Regions from separate parts of the Mus musculus genome. Here region 1 is linked to region 2. A link is a contact called in public HiChIP or PLAC-seq data. All regions are on one chromosome and are shown on one strand. Each heading gives the region's core, a stretch centred on a gene start, on an enhancer-like site or on the middle of the called end of the contact. The rest is flanking DNA. Distances are from core to core; before and after follow the strand shown. Region 1 holds the start of Tmem52b (transmembrane protein 52B). Region 2 has its middle 11 kb from the start of BC035044.

Region 1 (2,785 bases), core at 109-2,608, 610 kb after region 2:
TGCCTTGTCCAAGATCCCATAACAAACAGGGGGTCAAGCAAGTGACTGGATCAAGACCCTGAGCTATGGTCTTAACCCATGCTGGTTTACTGTCTTTCCCACAAGAAAAGAAAACAGGGTGTGTGTGTGGGGGGGGTATTCATGAAGTTTTTCTATTATGTGGTGTTTGAATAAAAATATTCCACACAAGATGCCTCCTTGACCCCGATTTCCTTTCGCTGAAGCAACAGCTGATGCTAGTTCAGGAGTTATTTATTATGCTCTCTGAAGAAGGAGGTGCAGTAAGGTCCAGGCCTAGTGAAAGGCTGTAACTTAAGTCCTGCTCTCCACTCCTCCAGAATGCCTTCTGTCTCACAGAGTTTTCTATTGAAGTTTGGAAAGTACATTTCACTCAAGAGCCTATGTTATAAAAAGAAATGGACAACTTGGAGAGAGCAACATTGTACCAGAGAGTTCTCTCACTGTTTGCTCTCCTTAGCTGAGAACAGGAAATTGTTTGCATTCATAATTCTCACATCATATCATCACGGTCTGATCACATGGTGTGTGGGGCCTTGAGTGTGATGGAACCCACTCCACAAACTCCCTCATCAGGACCCACCCTGCAGCCTCTCCTCATCAATTAGAAAGCAGCTGAAATCTAATTTTGTTCAGTCTTGTGAAACAGACATGTCACTGTGAACCAACACTGAGTGTTCTTACTTAGTACTTTGGGATCTGGGTAAAAGATTCCTCCTTAAATATCAGTCGTTTATATGGCATTCACTGGCTCTGGACAATATTTTCCTGTATAGCCATTTTATATCCTTTCCGTGTGGTGTGCTTATTTTAAAATATGACTTGTAAGTCTTATTTTATTGTTGATAATATGTGGGTTTAGATGGAGGTCTTGCTGTTCCCTAGGGTAGTCTTACTTTCCTGAACTAGACCCATATGATCCTCGTGTCTCAGCCTCCTCAGTAGATGGAACCGTGATTGTATGCTCTGAGCCTGGTTCTCTAGTGACAACATCACAACACTGCTTTAAGAGGAGCAGAGGGAGAGAGAGAGAGAGAGAGAGAGAGAGAGAGAGAGAGAGAGAGAGAGAGAGAGAGAGAGAGTGTGTTAACTTGGAAAATGGTTTTTAAAACTATGCCTGTGTTTCTGAAACTGAAGCAGGAGGCTGAGACCATTGTTAGCACCTGGCACTTCTAGTTTTGAAACCCACTACCTACTCTAAAGTAGGGATAACTTTCTAGCTCCTTTAAAATCTCTTAGTCCTGCTGAATGGCTGCAATAAATGACCCAGAACCTGCAGGGTTGATTATCAACACGGTAAGGGGAGAGTTTTAAGGAGTAAGAAGGCAGATGCCAATCACATGGAGAGAGGGTGGAGAGAGATTGGCAGTGACTTTCAGACTTCAGCGGTCATCCAGGAGCCGAGAGTGTGTAACTAGTTTCCTGATGAACACAAGAACACATCTGGTCACTCACAATCTGCCTTTGACCTATTACAGGTCCAAGTCTCTCATTATAGACTGAGGAAAAAAAAATCTAACTCAGAGGACAAATGTGCTCTTCTTGAATGCAGACGAAGAAAAATTAAATACACAGAAAAGTTTGATTGAAGAAAGGAAGTGGAGAGGAAGCCAATGTGGAGACCCCGTGAAGAGAACTCAGGAGGAGGAAACTAAAAGGGAAAAGGAAACCGTAAAATATAAAGCCAGCGGGAACAAGGAGAGGAGATTGATCTATTGCCGAGAAAAAATTCTCTTTAGGAATCCTTCACCACCAAGTTCCACGTGGCACGGAGCATGGGAAGGATACAGCAGATGCAGCCGGCGTGACCTTTCTGGACCAGATGTTCAGCCTAATGACAGCCTGGGCCCAGGTGCTGATGGCCTCTGGCCTGTTTTATTTCATCCAGGTGTGTTCAATTGTGAAACAGCAGGAAGAAACTTTCCTTTGCGTATTGCTTTAGCTATGCTGTCTCTAGGAGGAAATGGATGGAGCAAAAACTGATATAGAACCCAAAAGGGAGTGAGAAAAGAGTACTATGGTGTTTGTTTAATAATAGGGGGTTTCAGAGATGTGTGTATGTGTATGTGTGTGTGTGTGTGTGTGTGTGTGTGTGTGTGTGTGTGTGTGTGTGTGTGTGTAGATGTATGTATGTGTGACTGATGCTCATGGAAAGAGGGAGAAAAATTAGAACAATCAGAGATAGTATATGTTATACTCAGCTTGAACAGGGGTGCAGGGATTACCCAGTGAGTTCCCAGTACCAAAGGTCTCTTTAATAATATTTTAAACAATTTATTTTACTCCTCTGTGAAAGAAAAGCCTGTGAGTCACCATTTAGTTGAAAAAAGGGTCAGTATAGTGAGAGATTCTGGACAAATGCCAAGGCCAAGTTTACATAGCTAGGAAGTCTAGCTGAGCAAGACACTGCAGAAACTAGACTGCATCTCATTCCTGTGCTGGTAGCAGCTGTCTGCTTTGCTTCCCACGCAAGTTAACCAATATATAAAAGTACATTTTCTTATATGTTCTCTTGGTTTCTGCATTTCCTTTTCTTCTTTATTCTTCTTTCTTTGTAACATCTCCCCCATTGCTCTTCTTGTGTAGTGAGATACTGATGTGGTGAAGGCTGAAAATGAATAGCACTGGGGCTAGATTTCAATTTTCAGCAGTGCAGGGATAAGGAAGACAACCACAATGTCCCAGGGGATGAGTCAGGAGACTTCTAGGGTGACAAACTGACACAGAGGGCTATTCATAATTCCCTAAGGAAGGATGCTCAGCCATG
Region 2 (2,956 bases), core at 202-2,701:
CTCTCACCATTTGCTCTGGTCCCAGGTCACCATGTGAAAACTAGGTCTGGCTCTGCTCCTTGCCAGGGACTTTGCTTTCCTGCACATGCAATCATCTACCACCCATACACTTGCACTCTCTCATGTGTGGGTCTCCTGCACTCTGTCTGCCAAAGCTGCCACCACCCTTGCCTGGCCTCTCAACCTCTGCCAAAGCCATGAGGAAAGCAATTTTTACCATTCCCCCTTGCACTTCCTGTGCTCTGCACAGGACTCATGAAGTGAGCTGGAGGTCCACTGCTGCTGTAGCAGGAAAAGCACTCACACAGCCCTGCACTGCTGTTGGTGCTGCTGTCCCACATCTGAGGGAATGGCAGGACTGCTGCAGGCATACTTTTATTCAGGTGTCTGCTGCCAGGTTCTCCCATCTCAGCCCCTCACCGCCCCTGCCTTTTAAAATCCACCTTGAGTGGAGTTGTTAGAAGATGGACCTCTACTTCAGGTGCTTCCTTTCCCCCGCCCCACACCCACCGCAGAAGCTGACAGGCGGGGTGGGTCAGCGCCTGCCCACAGCCTGAAGCACTGGACTGGTACTTTTGGCTGCTAGGAGGAAGTCCTGCCCCACTTGCTTGCCTACCTGCCTTCCCTCGATCCTGGTGCTGCTGGGCCCACTTTGTCCATGACCCACAGCAGGCTGGGTGCCCAAGTGAGCCACAGCACAGTCCTGATTCCTTGACTCTGTTGCCTCCACCATTGTGACTCCTCACCATCTGTGCTCTTCAGGCTGCATATGCATGTCCCAAGCCTTTGACACTTGCATTGCCCGCCTCTCTCTCCCTTTGCTTACTGGTCAATTCCCACTGCCTGCCCATCTGCTCAATTTGTGTCACAGGCCTGAACGCACTTGGACACACTCACTTTTCTCACCACAGTCTCAAAACACCACTGTCAGTTCTCTTATTTCTTTACATTCTGGTCTACACCTACTCTAAGCCAAGTGTTTCTCTACTAATGCAAAATGTGTTTTTATATATTATACAAGGTGTCAAACTTACTTAACAATTAAGATGTTCATTTCTATCCTGCCTTGGGAAATAATGATTTTTACTATTATTACTAAGTTATGCTCTATTTACTATATACATTCTCAAACAAATAATTTAACAAACACAAGTTGTGTAACTCAAGTATCACCAATCGATATAGTTCTCAGTCTTGTCAGAAGTATGCTAATTATTAATATATTTAAGTTTATGACAGACAGAGACTCCCAAGATAATGGGTTTAGCTATAAGAAAGTGCCTGGATTGTGGTATGATAACTACTGAGAGACTGTGTGGACAAGACTGGATACCTAAGAGTCAAGTGACTCATATTTTCTGAATCAAGGTGAGTCATTTCTCATTTCACATGTATCTATTCCACAGGAAAACAAAACAAAACAAAACAGGCTCTTTGTAAAAGGCTCTTGGTCTTCTGGGCTTAAAGGCCAGACTGATTCTGGCTAGGTTGCCTTGGATACCTGTTGTGGATATCCCTGTGGCTAATTATATTTGATGTTAATTCCATTCTCCTGTGAGGGGCTGTGAACAAGGAATGAGTCAGCACTCAGGTGATTTCCTGTGAACCTTCTTCCCACCTTAATTTATAAATAAAGGCTAGAGCTGGTGATTGGGAAGAGGGGAAGGTTGAACTGAAGTCTTTGAGAGGGATAGAAAGAGAGAGAGAGGGAGAGAGAGACAGACAGAGAGAGACAGACAGAGAGAGAGGCAGACACAGAGAGAGAGAGAGACAGAGAGAGAGAAAGAAGATGATGGAGGAAGAGGAAGAAGGGAAGTGGAGCAGTAGCACCTGGCCTGGAGAAACTGCATGTTATTAGGGGTCTCTGAAACTGGGATGATGGTAGTGTAGTGGTAGATCTGCCCAATCTCACAGCATGTATTCATATTAACTGAGCTGTGTTTTCATTGCCTGGGCTTATTTGGGTTAGAGAATTACTGCAACAGATACCACAGAGAACTGTTTAGTTAGTGGACTATAGATGAACTCTGTCATTTTAAAATTAATATATGCCTGCTAGATTAAAATTTCTTACCCAGATTTCTGACTACATTGACAGCTAAGGAAACTGTACCTTGACAGCTAAAAAACAGACCTAGCTCTTTACCCTATGGTAATCCACCACTATATTTACTCATTAATAAATTTGTAAGTTAGCTAAGACTGCCAGATTTCTTATAGTCATCAGGATAAACGATACACAAGTTCAGATATAAGCTTTAACAGATGTAACCTGTTGCTTTTTTTTTTAACCTAAAATCAGTTTCCATTGACTAAATACTTCATATTTCCTCTTCTTGCTATGTCATTGTCCTAACACTAATCAAGAGAGTTCTTTTTTTGTTTGTTTTTTGTTTTTTCAAGACAGGGTTTCTCTGTGTAGCCCTGGTTGTCCTGGAACTCACTTTGTAGACCAGGCTGGCCTCAAACTCAGAAGTCTGCCAACCTCTGATAGAACCTAGTGGGGAACCCCCCACTCAATTCCCGATTCGGCGTATACCCAAAGAATCACGAATAGAGTGTCTTGATGTAAATACACGAGGTAGTTTAATGACAGAGCTCCGGACCAACATGTATCCCACACAGGAGATAAAGGATGTTGGCCATGAGGGGTTTTTATGGGGTAAGGGGCTGAGGGGTATGGAATTCAGCATAGTGACATACTTTCGGCTTATTCAAACATCAGCAGAAAAATTATATGTATGTGCAGATCAAGGTGTCAGCAGCAAAAAAATATGTGCAGGAATTCTGTGAATTGGATGTTTATCAATGCTAGCAGAGTATCTGGTCAGTTTGACTCAGTTCAGATAGCCCTGTTATGTCCTCACATTCCTCTTTATCTTTATGTTCCCAGGAAGGTTTTAACTGCAGGGCATGCAGGTTTGTTTTTCTTTATGTTTTTCTTTATTCTCAGCCC

The links. HiChIP or PLAC-seq counts read pairs in DNA pulled down with a chosen protein or histone mark.
Region 1: a FOXA1 HiChIP or PLAC-seq map of pancreatic cancer cells shows a contact between it and region 2. The contact joins the promoter of Tmem52b here to the enhancer-like site in region 2. A contact is called at or near these places in 3 of 39 promoter capture datasets (cranial neural crest, embryonic stem cells and neutrophils), 2 of 115 datasets of contacts at active chromatin or transcription factors (large pre-B cells and pancreatic cancer cells) and 3 of 9 other capture datasets (adipose tissue, liver and macrophages).

The regions. Positions count from the first base shown.
Region 1 is chr6:129,511,199-129,513,983 of GRCm38.p6, forward strand. Tmem52b (transmembrane protein 52B) reads left to right here and starts at 1,359. Exons shown (of 5, transcript NM_001081186.1): 1 at 1,359-1,906. The coding sequence starts at 1,841.
Region 2 is chr6:128,900,755-128,903,710 of GRCm38.p6, forward strand. No RefSeq gene overlaps it. Among named protein-coding and RNA genes, the nearest start is that of BC035044, 11 kb to the left of the region's middle. Within about 2 kb of position 1,452, at least 14 of the 459 cell types and tissues checked have an H3K27ac peak or open chromatin away from gene starts, as enhancers often do. A contact at or near this core is called in pancreatic cancer cells, where this site is marked.